5 separate regions of the Sus scrofa genome follow, and all the other regions are linked to region 1. The links are chromatin contacts, called in public Hi-C, HiChIP or PLAC-seq and promoter capture Hi-C maps. All regions are on one chromosome and are shown on one strand. The core of a region is the stretch at or near the end of the contact, and the rest is flanking DNA. Distances in the headings are between cores, read along the strand shown.

Evidence for each region. Promoter capture Hi-C pulls out the DNA fragments that hold promoters and counts their contacts. A called contact is a pair of places that touch in the nucleus more often than the background predicts. HiChIP or PLAC-seq counts read pairs in DNA pulled down with a chosen protein or histone mark.
Region 2: a Hi-C map of skeletal muscle shows a contact between it and region 1, with 2.4 times the contacts expected there. The contact joins the promoter of AP3B2 here to the promoter of FAM103A1 in region 1. A contact is called at or near these places in 1 of 5 promoter capture datasets (liver), 3 of 47 Hi-C or Micro-C datasets (brain, liver and skeletal muscle) and 2 of 2 datasets of contacts at active chromatin or transcription factors (alveolar macrophages and skeletal muscle).
Region 3: a contact with region 1 is called in an H3K27ac HiChIP or PLAC-seq map of alveolar macrophages. The contact joins the promoter of HDGFL3 here to the promoter of FAM103A1 in region 1. A contact is called at or near these places in 2 of 2 datasets of contacts at active chromatin or transcription factors (alveolar macrophages and skeletal muscle).
Region 4: an H3K27ac HiChIP or PLAC-seq map of skeletal muscle shows a contact between it and region 1. The contact joins the promoter of FSD2 here to the promoter of FAM103A1 in region 1. A contact is called at or near these places in 3 of 5 promoter capture datasets (fetal liver, fetal skeletal muscle and liver) and 2 of 2 datasets of contacts at active chromatin or transcription factors (alveolar macrophages and skeletal muscle).
Region 5: a contact with region 1 is called in a promoter capture Hi-C map of liver, with 5 times the contacts expected there. The contact joins the enhancer-like site here to the promoter of FAM103A1 in region 1. A contact is called at or near these places in 2 of 5 promoter capture datasets (fetal skeletal muscle and liver), 8 of 47 Hi-C or Micro-C datasets (embryonic fibroblasts, fetal heart ventricle, fetal skeletal muscle and 3 more) and 2 of 2 datasets of contacts at active chromatin or transcription factors (alveolar macrophages and skeletal muscle).

Annotation. Positions count from the first base shown.
Region 1 is chr7:51,952,238-51,955,021 of Sscrofa11.1, forward strand. FAM103A1 (RNMT-activating mini protein) reads right to left here and starts at 1,368. Exons shown (of 4, transcript XM_003128452.4): 1 at 1,230-1,368; 2 at 378-426.
Region 2 is chr7:52,201,260-52,204,043 of Sscrofa11.1, forward strand. It overlaps AP3B2 (AP-3 complex subunit beta-2), which reads left to right and starts at 1,390. Exons shown (of 30, transcript XM_021098893.1): 1 at 1,390-1,527; 2 at 2,049-2,109. It overlaps LOC102161631 (a long non-coding RNA gene), which reads right to left and starts at 1,391. Exons shown (of 4, transcript XR_002345779.1): 1 at 1,256-1,391.
Region 3 is chr7:51,729,544-51,732,327 of Sscrofa11.1, forward strand. It overlaps HDGFL3 (hepatoma-derived growth factor-related protein 3), which reads left to right and starts at 1,355. Exons shown (of 6, transcript XM_021098881.1): 1 at 1,355-1,875. The coding sequence starts at 1,792. LOC106504434 (a long non-coding RNA gene) reads right to left here and starts at 2,358. Exons shown (of 4, transcript XR_002345777.1): 1 at 2,244-2,358.
Region 4 is chr7:52,143,022-52,145,805 of Sscrofa11.1, forward strand. FSD2 (fibronectin type III and SPRY domain-containing protein 2) reads left to right here and starts at 1,450. Exons shown (of 13, transcript XM_021098895.1): 1 at 1,450-1,620.
Region 5 is chr7:52,092,695-52,095,478 of Sscrofa11.1, forward strand. HOMER2 (homer protein homolog 2) reads left to right here. Exons shown (of 9, transcript XM_001927296.5): 8 at 451-531; 9 at 1,703-2,784. The coding sequence ends at 1,891. Among named protein-coding and RNA genes, the nearest start is that of WHAMM, 46 kb to the right of the region's middle. Within about 2 kb of position 1,362, at least 24 of the 83 cell types and tissues checked have an H3K27ac peak or open chromatin away from gene starts, as enhancers often do. A contact at or near this core is called in liver and subcutaneous adipose tissue, where this site is marked.

The DNA of each region.
Region 1 (2,784 bases), core at 118-2,617:
TCCCAACAAAACCAAAGATTATTATTTGGATGCAAGAGACAATACCTAGATGTTTGAGGCCTCTGCCCTCTTAGAGTATATCTTATTACACACCAGGCTTTTGATGTGTCTAGGGTTGGCAAACATGTCAAATTCTCAATCCAAGTTAAGATTTAAAATAAATTCAGCAAAGTAAAATAATATCCAGATTTCTATAGGAATCACGGAAATCACCAGCAAGATGACCCATACCTAACCAGAGAGGCAGTGAGAATCGTAAGTCAACGCATACCTTCTCCCAGGACCTCCCCTTCCACAAATAAACAAATGTGTATCATTAACATTACCCGTGAGAATGAAATTTAAATAGAATTTTAATTGCTCCAAGTTTTACTTACCCTAGGAATTTGAGGCAGCTGTTCTATTTAATATTTAGGTTGATTAGATCTATAAGAAGAAAATAAAAAACAAAAAAACCCTTTACTTCCTTGAAGAAAACTCTCAAAGATGTGTGTCCTGGGAACGGGAACCATAAGGGTCTTAAATAAGGAAGTGGCTAGATTAAAAGTGCTCCAAAGATTCCCAATGCTAATTTGGAAAAGGGAACTGGAGCTAAAATGACAGCGAAGAGCTAGAAGATGCTACAAGACTTGTCCTCAGGGCCTTCAAAATCAATGAGCTAGTTTGACCATGAATAATAATTTCACAAGACATGTACTGTTCCTTTGGCGGGGGAGGAGTACAGCCTTTCAGATGTATACTCGAACACTACTAGTTTCTCGACTCTATAATAAAACCACACAGAACTTTCTCTGCGGGCCACTAACCTTGGAAATGACTAACCAGAATGGAGTTTTGCTGCCTTGGGGGATGAACCCAGAGAACTAAGAGACGAAGATACTGCGAAAACCACTGCGTTTTTCATCCTCTCTCACAGCACATCAGTGCTTGTCTATGAAAAGCTTTGATTGATGTGCTCCTTTCCGAAGCTTCTTAAAACGCCAGGCGCGCGGGAACTCGGAGGCCGTGTAGCTTCCCGTCTTGCGAAAGAGTCCAGCCCTGGAACGGCAGAGCCCGAGGATGCCTCGCGGGCCACTGTGCTGGGCCCGCCTGGCTCTCTCCTCCCCGTGGCCCCGAAAGGAGACTCCGCCGCCCAGGGCTGTGTCTGTGCATCTCCGACCGAGCTCCGCCCGCCACACATGCAAAGAAATCCACCGCCAGCCGGGTAGCTCTTTACACAGACTACTCACCACTTCAGCTCTCCAAGGCAACAGAGCTACTACGGCCAGAGTCCGACCACCCCTCACTTCCGCTTCCGGCGCGCAAACGCAGGGGCGGGCCTGTGAGGTCTCGCGGTATCTTCAGCTCGCCCTGAGGATTTTTCCCAGCTTTTCCAGCTCTGATCCTCACGCGGAGCTCCACGAAGCTGGTGAGGTGGCACGTGAAGGTGATGATGCCCTCGGCACGCTTTCAGCCTGCCTGGTGACTGTGCAGGAAGAGATGCAGCGCTGTCTCTTCAGCCCCTTTGACGGGGAGCTGGTGACGGGTAGGGACAGAAGTTTTGGAACTGCTGTGCCTGGAAGGGAGAGAAAGGGTACTTCCGGCCGCCTGCTCCCGGAGTCTTGAAGAAGGCGATGAGAGTGCAGGCCGTGAAGGTGGCCACAAAGTGGATTACTTCAGCGGTCCTACACCTTTCACCCCTGCCTGGTCAGGTCTCGGTAGTAAGACTTCTCTAGTCCGTTTCGAATGTGGTTTTGCCGAACCCCGCCCCTCAACCTCCTCACTCTGCTCCAGCTTAAGTGGGCGGTATCCGGCTACCTCCAGGAGACTTGGCCATTTCTTCTGGGATGTTTTGTAGGTGTATAAAAGCAGAATATTCCCAAATGTAGCTTGGTCTCCTCCGTCCCAAATTACTTTCCAGCCTCTGCACCCCTTTCTGTTAATACTCTCATCAGTTTACAGCTTGGAAACGTTGGTGGTCTATATCTGATGCTATTTCTTTCCCTTGTTCCCATCGGTTGCCAAGTACTGTCGATTCTGCCCGGCAGTAATTCTAGTATCCAAACACTCTCTTTACCTACTTCCTCCGCCTACTCAAAGTTCTCGTTATCATCCCCTGGAACGAAGGAATGCAATTCCTGTCTTTTTAATGCCCTTCCTCTAGCCTCACTCGCCTACTTGCCCATCTTACACTTTGCTGCAGGCGTAGTCATCTTCAGGTACACTCGTGATTGAAAATCTTTACTGGCTTCCGGTTGTCTGTAGATTAAAGGCCAAATTTATTAACTTTGGATTCAGAATTTTAAGTTTCTTTTCTGCTGCCCACCTTTCATTCTCCTTTCACCCGTAACGAACCAGACCATGTGAAGCACCTCATTGTTGAACTACTCCTTACCTTTCTGTAAAGGCTCATGTCTCTGCTTGGAATACCCTCCTCTCCCGCTCATCTCAGGATGTTGAAATTCTATCCATTAAAACTGAATGAAGTAACATCTCCCTCTAGAAAAAATTTTCCTTCTACTTATTGTCCATTGTGCTTTCTGAACATTCTTCATATATTCATTCAGGTATTACCACTTTCTAACTTAGAAGTAAAATAATTTGTGTAGGAGTTCCCACTGTGGTGCAATGGAAACGAATCTGACAAGTATCCATGAGGATTCAGATTCGATCCCTGGCCTCGTCAGTGGGTGGGGAATCTGGCATTGCCCTGAGCTGTGGTGTAGGTCACAGATGCAGGTCAGATCCCAAATTGCTGTGGCTGTGGTGTGGGCCAGCAGCTGTAGCTTGATTCGACCCCTAGCC
Region 2 (2,784 bases), core at 140-2,639, 250 kb after region 1:
AGATGGAAAAGTCTTGTAGGAAAGTGGGCAAGCCTAAGAGGTTTAGAAAACAACCCAAACATAAGCCAATATTGAAGAGAAACTGTTTAGTAATCCAAAGAGACAATATGAGGAGTTCCCATTGTGGCTCAGCAGGTTAAGGACCCAACATAGTCTCCAGAGGATGCAGTCTGATCTCTGGCCTCAATCAGGGGGTTAAGGATCCAACCTTGCAGCAAGCTGCAGACTAGGTCGCAGATGCGGTAGGGATTTTGCCCTGGCTGTGGCAGGCCAGTAGCTACAGCTCGCATTCCACCCCTAGGAACTTAACTTCCATATGCTGAGGGTGGGGCCCTAAAAAGAATAAATAAATAAATAGCAAAGATAAATACAAGGCAAAGATAAATAAATAAAAAGCAAAGGAGTTCTCCTCGTGGCCAGTGGTTAATGAATCCGACTAGGAACCATGAGGTTGCAGATTCGATCCCTGTCCTTGTTCAGTGGGTTAAAGAGCCGGCGTTGCTGTGGCTGTGGCGTAGGCCGGCGGCTACAGCTCTGATTAGACCCCCAGTCTGCGAACCTCCATATGCCGCGAGAGCAGCTCAAGAAAAGGCAAAAAGACAAAAATAAATAAATAAATAAAATTTTTTTAAAAATAAAAAGCGAAGGCAGTACGATGTGAAGGAAAGAATTTGGGGTTGGAAATGAAGAAATCTCATTTCTAGTCCTGTTTCTGTCAATAATAATCTGTTTAACTTTCAGCCTGTCTCCTCTCAGACACTGCGCTTAAGAGGAAAGGAGGGGTATGACCTATACAGCTCAGTTCCACCGTAATACCAAATGAACTTGCTGGCTGATTCGGGAAACTTATTACTAACTGAGGGTGTACTTTTTCCAATTAATGCAACATGAGCTGCTGCCTCAAGCCGTCTTACAACGTCTGGGTTTGTACAGAACTTCACGTTACATACCTCATGCAACAAAGGGCATTTCCCATGTGAAATTTCGCCTATTGAAATTTGTTCTTAATCTTTTTGAGTGTGGACTTCTCCCTTCCACATTTATCCCTACGACAGCTCCATGTGCAACCAAGCTCGTTTTTCACACGAAGTTGAGAAAGGTGAGCACAGTGTGTTTGGAATGAGCCCTTCCTCGCTGGTGGCCCTGGCCCGGCGACAGATACCTCGACCCCTCACCTCTACTTCGGTTCCCCGCCGCATCCTCTGAAGCCCTATACTCCAGACTGACTGCCTATAAGGACGCTGCTGTCACCTACCCCGCTGGGTGGCCGGAACTCGGCCTCACTTTACGCCGTGTAAACAACATCCCCTACCGTCTCCGATCTCGGTGGCAATTCCTTCCTCAGCAGGCGGAAAACAGGTCGTTCCGGCTTCCGGGGCGCTGGAGGAAGTCCGGCCCCACGCAACAGCGTGAGGGGGCGGGTCGCGTCGAGGCGCCGCGCAGGCGCGTAAAGGATTAGGCGATGACGCCACTTCAATGGGCTGCTTACCACTCTGTAGGGTCGACTGGAGGCACGCAGTGTGGGAGGTTATTGCTGCTGTGTCCATGGCGGTGGGGACAGGCCTGGGACCCGTTCAGCAGGGCTTGAGAGAGCAGCTTGTAGACTCCATCTCAAAAAACAACCATATTCTCCCAACGGTGTCCTCCGGGAAATCGAAGCCCCTCTGCCCCCAGCTGTCCTCGTTTCTCGCTTCGCTCCACCTCCCCGTGCCGTTTTTAGTACCTTACTATCATTCGTTTATCAATGTGGGTCCATATCTTGTCGCAGTAATGGCTGTCATTTGCTGCATTGGTTGTGCATCTCACAGCAGTAGCTCATAAGTACCTGGTAATTCTTGACTACTGGACTGATGGAAATTTACTCATCCCTTTACCAAGGACAGGATTGAGCGCCTAAGTAGTCCTGAACTGGACTGTGGCTATGGCACTTTGGGGACCGGGAAGGTAAATTAGAAATTAAAATTGCTGTTGTCCTAGTATCCTAGGCTGTCATAACAGAGTAACACAAATTGAATGGTTTAAAACAACAGATATTTGTTCTCTCACAGTTTTGGAAGATGGAAGTCCGAAAAAAAGGGGTCATCAGGATCGTGTTTCCTGTGAGACTAGGTAAAACCCTTACCTTTTCCTAGTTTCTGGTGTGGTCCATCCCACAATCTTTGGCATTCTTTGGCTTGTAGTTGCCTAATTCCATTCTCTTAACTCTGCTCTAATGGTGTTCTATCTGTGTCTTATTTCTGTTTCATAATTAATCATAATTAAGTTCATTTGTATCGGTTTTTTAGATTCCGCTTATAAGTGATATCATATGATAGTTGTCTTTGACTGACTTCACTTAGTATAATAATCTTTACATCCATCCCGTGTTGCTGCAAAAGGAATTATTTCATTCTTTTTATGTCTGAGTAATATTCTCCCTCCCTCCCTCTCTCTCTCTCTCTCTCTCTCTCTCTCTCTCTCTCTCTCTATATATATATATATATATATATATATATATATTTGGTCTTTTGTCTTTTTAGGGCCACACCCATGGCATATGGAGGTTCCCAGGCGAGGGGTTGAATCGGAGCTGTAGCTGCTGGCCAACACCATAGCCACAGCAACAAGGGATCTGAGCCCAGTCTACGAACTACACCACAGCTCACGGCAATGCCAGATCCTTAACCTACTGAGTGGTGCCAGGGATCAAACCCGAGTCCTTGTGGATACTAGTCGGGTTTGTTAACCACTGAGCCACGACTGGAACTCCGAATATTCTATTGTTTATATGTACCACATCTTTAT
Region 3 (2,784 bases), core at 105-2,604, 220 kb before region 1:
GTCTAATTCACCCAGTCTACAGTATCTTGTTATAGCAGCCTGAAGTGACTAAGACACAGGGTATTACAACAGAGGCAAAAGGACCTAGACTAGTCTTCTACAGTGAGAAGAGAGGAAAAGGTGAACCTGCAGGACTGGTGAAGAAGGGTAACTACCTAAAACTGAAAATCACTAGATGAAGGTAGTAAGGAAATGCATTAGCAGATAATGTCAAGCACTATTAAAGTAAACAGACCACAGGAAGTCTAGAGAATTTACAGCCCCATTATCGAAAGCCGAACATAAAGGAACAAGAGCAAGAGTTAAAATATACACACAATTCTACAGAGCAAGTGAAGGAGGCAAATGCTGGGAGAAAGCACAGCTCCTATAAAGGGAGAGACAACAGGAAAGCTTAGAAGAGGGAACATACACAAACAAGGAGACTAGGTGAGGGCCACATAGTCCTTTACTCTGAGGAGCTATCATCAGCTGACCTCTGAAAGGTGAACTTCGGGGTGATGAAAGAGCTAGCCTTCATTCATTGGGCAGATTCACACACACAAACACACACAAACTTGCCAGGAGTGGAAACAAATGACCTGCCAGAGTAAGTCCCTTTTCACAAAACTACAGGCCTGTAAGACCTACGTGTGTTAAAGCATAACCGCTTATGGGCTATGGAGTCATGGACATCTGTGTTCGAACCCCAGCAGTGCCGCTCGTCAAATTAGAAAACCTCAGGGAACTCTCGTTAAATAGCTTGCTGGGGGGCGGGGGGGGAGGGCGCGGGGGGAGGCTTCCACACTGCATTGTCAAGGGCAGGCCTAGGGCGAGACCCCAGCAAGATCGCTGACTCCAGAGCTGTGCTCTTTCCAGCAGCCTGATGCTTTGGGCAAAGGGTCCCTGAGGGAGCAGACCCGGCCTGGAGCGCCTTTGTGGCCCCACTCACCCGAGAGCACCCGCAGAAGTGGCCCGCGGTGGGGAACCGGGCGGGAGCCCAGTCGTCGGCAGGTGGCCGCGGGACTTGGGGGGCGCCGGTGGCAGCGCCCCCCGTGTGGCACGGACCGATGGGGAGGGGGCCGGCCAGGTGGTGATTGGCTGGGCTGTGGCTGGCAGCTACGGGCCAAGAACAAAAGAGAGCGGGGGGCCTCCGAAGTAGGGGCTCCCGCCCGCCCTGCGCGGGCTTCGGTGCTGGGGGAGGACGCACCCACCGCCCGCCCGCCCGCCGAGCAGCCCGGCTGGCGCGCTTGGTTTCTGCGCGAAAGCTGGCCGTGTACCTAGGAATTAACCGGCCGGCGCTGGAGGGGAGGGGTGGGGAGCGGGAAGCGGGGTGTGTGGGGGGGGTGCTGAGCGCGCGCGAGAACAATAATAAGATCGTGTTTGCGGTCGCTGCCCGAGGAGGAATTCGGAGGAAGCGCGAGGCCCGGCGCTCGCGCCGCGCCCGGGAGCCCAGGAGGCAGGCCGGCGGCGGTGGCGGGATGAGGCAGGCGACGCGGCGCCTGTGAGCAGCGCGCGGCGGCGGCGGCGGCGGCGGCGGCGGCGGGGACCTCAGCGCGGGCCGGAGCCGAGCGGCCGGGGGCTCCCCTCCCCCGCTGCCGGGCGGTGATTTGCCGGGCCTGCTGCGCCCCCCGCCCACCCCTCGCTTCAGCCGCCGTCTCGCCGTTTCCCCTCGTCGGAGCGGCCGCTCGTCCGCCCGCCCGCCCGGCTCGAGGCCCGCGGGGAGAGCGGCGCAGTCCGTCGGCCCGCGGGGGGGCGGCCTCCCGGCATCTTCGCTGCGCCCAAGGACGACCAGGAAGGGGAGCGGCCGGGATGGCGCGTCCGCGGCCGCGCGAGTACAAGGCGGGCGACCTGGTCTTCGCCAAAATGAAGGGCTACCCGCACTGGCCGGCCCGGGTGAGTACGCGGCCGCGCGCGGGCCCGCCCGCCCACCATTTTCCCCTTCATGATGGCGCGCCCGCCCCCTTTCCCCATCGCCTCAGCCGGGAGCCCGCCGCGAGCGGCCGACCGCGGCCGGGGCTGAGGGCGCAGGCGGCGCTGCGCAGAGAGCAGCGGGCCGCGCCCGCACCCCGCGAGGGCGGCCATCCTTCCGCCCACTTTCGAAGGCGGCTCCCGCCCCGGCAGGCCAGCCGCTGCCTTCCTCCCGGAAAGCGGGTGGGGACCGGGAGCCCCCGCCGCCGGGCAGCGGGCCTGGGGTAGAGGCTTCGCCCGGGGCAGGGTCGTTGGTAGCCGCCGCGGGTCTCGGCGAACGTCGGGGCACGTACCGGAGCGTGGTGCAAATGGCTGTCCGCGAGCCGGCGGCTGTCCGCGGCGGTAAATCCTGGAAAGGGGTAGTGGTCATTCAGAGCCAGCAGGAGCCTTCTTGGCCGTCATTCATCCATCTCCCGGTGCATCCTTCGCCATCCAGACTTGTTGAGTTCTCCCTGAGCGCGATTCCTGGTGCCCCGCCTGCCCTATCGTTGTCCTGGGGTACGTACATCCCTGGTGCCCATGGTTCGTTTAAGCGAACACCAGATAGCTAGGAGCTTGCCGCCTGGCCCTGGCTGGTGGGTCCAGTGAGCTCCTCGTGCCTTTTCACCTCCATATTTGTTTTAGGTCGTATTCTAGACCTTTTCCTTGGCCTCACATACAGCCCATAATAGCTCTCTCTTCCTATGTTGCAGGGTTGTCGCTGGGCTCTTTCTCTAGAAAGCATCTGCGTGTAATACATAACATTAAAATTTTTTATTAGGCCCTTTGCTAGCCCATGTGCTTTGTGTTTTAAAATAAATCCCTTTTACTTTTAGTTTCATAATAGTTGGCAGT
Region 4 (2,784 bases), core at 200-2,699, 190 kb after region 1:
AAATAACTCGTAAGAGATAAACTTTGCTTTCATTTTGGAGTGATTTTTCTGGAGAGATCTGTTGTTGCACTGTGGGGAGGGTTGGAACCCCATCCCCGATCTGTGAGCCCAGTGGAGCCATCTTCAAAGGGACACTTCAGGGAGCTTGCTCTATTTCCTGCAGGTGGGCGCATGGTGGCCTGAGAGGAGAGGATTGGCTGCTTCAGTGGCAGAGCCAAGGGAAGTGGCTGCATTGGCATCACCTGCATCCCAGAGTTTACTAGGACCTAGGATGCCGTCTGCTTCCCAAGCTCGAGATGTGGGCCAGCAGGAAGACAGAGCCAGCAAGGAGCCACCTAGATTCAGCCTAAGAGAATGAGCTGCATGGGTGAGGAGACTTCATTTGAGAAATCTTGGAGGTGGCTCACCAGGGCCTGGAGGAGGAGTGCAGGGAACCGCCTAGAATAGAGGGACGTGGAAACTCCATGGGAAAGGGCTCCATAATGGGAAACCCCAGAGGTGTATACAAGCTTAGAGGGATAAACAAAGCTCTAAGCATCTGCCTGCCACAAAGGGCTAGAAGCTAGCATCGTCTGTGGCACCAGCACACATAGGAGTTGTCTTATCACCTTAACGCCTCCTGCCTGTGGCAGACAAGCCAGAGCTCAGGGAGAAAGTGTGGGAAGAAGAGCGCCACCTCATCCCTCGTTTTTCAGGGCAGACTTCCAGCTCCAGAGGCCTAAGCTGGGAAGGGGAGAAGGTTTCAATGCTGGCTAAGCTAAATTTGACTTTTTAGTGAATGTACTGGACTGGACTGTATTACCAAATGGAGACTATGCCTTCAAGTGTGTTACCTAAGAGGGAGCAGAAGGTCATGGGTCTGCTGAATTTTTTTTTTTTTTAATCTTTTGAGGGCCCACCCATGGCATATGGAGGTTCCCAGGCTAGGGATTGAAGTGGAGCTGCAGCCGCCGGTCCACACCACAGCCACAGCAACGCCAGATCTGAGCTGAATCTGCAACCCACACCACATCCCATGGCAAGGTTGGATCCCCCACTCACTGAGTGAGGTCAGGGATTGAACCGGTGTCCCCATGGATACCAGTTTCTGCTGAGCCACAAGGGGAACTCCAGTCTGCTGGATTTTTCTCCAGAGAGGGGAGTAATTCCTGCCCCTCAGGCCAGGTGGAAGGTGCACAGCATTTGGCCTCTCAGAGTCCATTCTCTTGTGTGGCCTGCAGCTGCCCTCCCAACCTCACAGTGACAGCCCCCTGCCCTCTACACATGCCCAGCCACCTGAGTCCCTGGGTAGAGCCACAGCACTCAAATCCCCACAGTAAATGAAGTAACATTTATTACATGTGACCTACCCTGGTGACACTTGAGCAGTAAGCAGTGGCAGGTCTATATTTGGGCTTCCACTCAGGCAGGCCTGTTGCTATTTGCAGCCAGAGCCAGCTCGTGTTACCCCTGCCTTTGCTGCCCCACTTGTAGGACTCTGGGGTAGAACAGGCAGGGGCAGCCTGCCGGGCGTACAGAGGTCACCCAGAGGGAAAGCCTGCTGACCGTGGATGCAGTTTTCTAGTAGTTACCCGGAGCCTCCGAGTTAAAAGAAAAATGTATGGATCCTTAAATTAGCAGGCAAGTTTTTGAAGAGTTGTTATTTTTCTAATGCAAATTAATACTATTAGAAACTCAGTAATGGAGTGCTACAATGCCTTTCCTTTAGATGGGAAGAGAGATCATCTGAAATTGCAGGTGTACATTGCAATAAACAGTGTGACTATTTCCTGTGCCTTCTTGCAGCCAGGGTTCAGCTTTACTGAATGTGGGGTTGGTACAGGGTATGAAAGCCTCAGATGCAGACAGAAAGGCTGGCGATTTTTGCAACCAGTAGAATGCGTCTTTAGGGTATTTTTGGTGCGGGTTCCCATTTGTTAGAATGGTTTGAAACTCTAAATGTTGATGTCATTTGACTATGGTATTCGGTTGATAAATACCTTTTATTTCAATCTGCATGTGCGTGCTGACAAATCATAATTTTATGCTTTGATTCAAATACTGAAAAACAGCATCAACATCATTTTTCACTTGTTATGCACACCCTGTCCTCCCATAGAAAGTTTTTAGGTGTGAACTGTGCTGATTTGAACCATTTTGTAAAACCATACAGCTAACAGTTTAAAGCAAGTTTCTAGCTCTGGCTCCAAAATTGCCAGGGGCTACATGGGTGAGCTCCTAAAATTATGTACAAAATTATGTTTGTGCCTTTCTGGGCTCACTTTTGGAAAGAGAATTCACAGCTTTCAGTAGATTCTCAGAGGTACCCACGACCCATTAAAAGTTAAAAAATGTATTTTTTATTTTTTTATTTTTTGCTTTTTAGGGTCACACCTGCTGCATGTGAAAGTTCCCAGGCTAGGGGTAGAATCAGAGCTGCAGCTGCCGGCCTACACCACAGCCACAGACACGCAGGATCTGAGCCATGTCTATGACCTACACAGCAGCTCACGGCAACGCCGGACCCTCGACCCACTGAGCAAGGCCAGGGATTGACCCTGAGTCCTCATGGATACTAGTTGGGTTTGTTACTGCTGAGCCACAATGGGAACCTCCAGAGACTTTTCTAATTAAAGCATACTTCCCATATAAGACTTGAGCAGAAGTCTTTATTTTTTTAACTGCAGATCAATGGCATAGAGTAGAAGCTATCCATCATATTCTTTATATATCTTTATATTCTTTACTATGATTTATTACTATATTTCTCTAAGCCTCAGTTTTATCATTTATAAAATGACAATT
Region 5 (2,784 bases), core at 112-2,611, 140 kb after region 1:
TATATAGTCAGTCACTCAGATCCAAGAGGCAGTGGAACTTTTGCAAAAACACTTGGAGACTTTTTGTAGATGGTCTCTCATCAGAATTTGAAATCTGCTCTCCGGTGCTGCCCGAACCCCCAGTCACACAGTCATTTATTTTCTGGGCAGCTCAGTACACAGAGGATGGAGACCCAGGGCAAGGAGCCGGTCCTCTCTCAGCCTTGGTTTCCCCATCTGCAGAGCAAGAATCATACCAAGACCTCGCCATGCCTGGCGGGGTACAGAGTTGGGGCATGAACGCACGTAACCTACTCAGCCTCTGGAATTACCTGATGTGTGTTAAGCACTGTCATCTTATCATTTACGCAGACAACACTGGTTCCAAAAGCTGCACAGGTTGGGGATTTTCAAGAATACGTGTTTATCTGACGTGCTTTCACATTCTTTTCAAATTTCCGTCTCCTGCAGGAATTGAAAGACCTCCGAAAACAAAGTGAAATCATACCTCAGCTCATGTCAGAGTGTGAGTACGTCTCTGAGAAGTTAGAGGTAAGGACGGGGAACACATCCCCCTTGGCATCTGTCGGGTTACCCCGTTCTTTGAGGCCCCTCCCTTTCACGCCTTGCTGGCTAAGGACAAGTGACTTTGTGTTCCTAAAAAGCCAGGGTGATTGTGTGCTCTGCCCCCTGGCGTTTGTCTCTTGGCTCATCCCCTTGCACGAAGGTATCCTGTGTATAACGTGGTGTGGGTGATTGTTTCCCACCCATAGACGTCCCTACAGAACCACAGAAGGGTGAGAAGCAAATGACAGAAGGGAGGGCTGAGGGCATGAGACCCGAGGGCTATTCCATCTCCCCACCCGGTGACCTTGGACATGTCCTTAGGCAGGCCCCCCATTTGCAAGCATCAGATTTCTGACCATAAAAGGAAAGGAGTCTCTTCAGCTCCATTTTCACCTTGGAGGGTCTCCTTGCTTCAAAGAGCACTTTGTTCAGGTTCCCAATTCAGTATTAGTACTGGTTCCTTTACACATGTTCACAAAATCTCGTCTTGTACCCAAAAGATGGAAGCTCTTGGTTGGTATGAAGAGTAGGGCTTGAGCCTCATGGAAGGACGCACAGCAGTCCGGCCCCCGGGAGCTTGAACGTCTCCACGGCACCCGCAGGACAGCCAGTGCACAGACCCACTGTCCCTGTGTCTGGCCGGGCCAGTCCTCCCTTGCTGGGGCTGGGGCTGGCCTGGGGCAGAGGAGGCCTCGCCTTCCCTGTGTGACCCCTAGCATCAAGTCACTCTCCTCTTTGTGCTGCTTCTCCCTGTCTCAGATCAGAACCCAAAGGGGGCCCTCTGCTGACCAGCCTGGGGCTGGGGCTGAAAAGCCGGTGTGCTAGGCTTTCAGAATTCCTCTGCTGGGCACTTGGGACAGTGTCGCTTAGCAGCAGGCTCCTTTGGGCAGGAGGCGTCCTTTAGGCAGTTCTGCCTTCCGTTTGAGGCCAGGAGCGGGGAACATCGATTTTTAGGCCAGATGTTGGGCAATGCGCCCCGCCCATTGGCACCGGCCGCGGGGGAGAACAGCGGGGACCAGAGAGCATAGGCTTGCTGCCCGGGGATGTCACACCTCCGTGGAGGCGGGCCCGCGGGGACGCACAGTCCGGCTGTCCTGGGTCTCAGCGGGGCTCCTACCGCTCGGTAGCCCAGCCCCTTCTCTCTCGCTTTGCTCAGGCGGCCGAGAGAGACAATCAGAACCTGGAGGACAAAGTGCGGTCTCTGAAGACAGACATCGAGGAGAGCAGGTACCGACAGCGCCACCTGAAGGTGGAGCTCAAGAGCTTCCTGGAGGTGCTAGACGGGAAGATCGACGACCTGCACGACTTCCGCCGGGGCCTCTCCAAGCTGGGCGCCGACAACTAGGGCTCGGGAGTCCCTGGGGTGCGCGTGAGCTGGTAGCACTAGGACCTCCTCCTGTTCGCGTGGCTTCTGTAAACGCAGGCGCCGTTTGTCGTGTTTCCAAACCGGGGGACGCCGTCCACTCTCTCCTCCCCAGAATCGAAATCCGCCCTCGCTTCTCTGGCCTGGCGGGGTTGTGGACGCCTGGACGATGCTGACTCAGGAATCCAGAACTAGGTCTACCTTAAAACGTTTACGCAGTCAGGGCAGGGATGTTTCTATCTTTCTTAAGGGCTGTTGCAACCATAAGAACTGAAAAAAAAAAAAAAAAAGTATTTTCTAATCCAAATATGAATACCCTTTCCAGCTCCTTTTGAGTAGCGTCCAGAGTATGCGAACGTCCGCCAGGCACGCGTGTGTGGGGCGAGGCGAGAGAAGCTTCCCTCTGTGTGTAGAGATGCTTTACAGCCACCACTTAGGAGAGGTTTGTCCAGAGAAGGAAAACAAGTTTCTGATGAGTGCGATTTCTGGCGCAGGAATCACCTGCATCCACTCCCTCCCCCCTGTCCCCCACCCCGGTTTGTAGGGTTGCAACAATGTTCCTTTTCTGGGTTTTCATTTCTGAGCAGATGACCCTGCTGTGGGGACAGCACGTGGTAAGGGTACCTAGCACAGTGCTTGGCACAAAGTAGGTGCTTAATAAATATTTGTTCAATTAAACATATAAACAGAATTTAGTGTTTTAATCAACCCCCCCCCCCCCCATCAAGCTCCTGGTGAACAGTCCACTGCTCTGGTGCCCTGGGTCATTATCAGGCATGAATGTGACTTTGTGGTCCACCTCACGGACTGGCTCAGGTGGCCCTGAGGCTGGGAACATGGCAGTGGAAGCAGCAGGAGCTGGTCTGAGGCCCCCT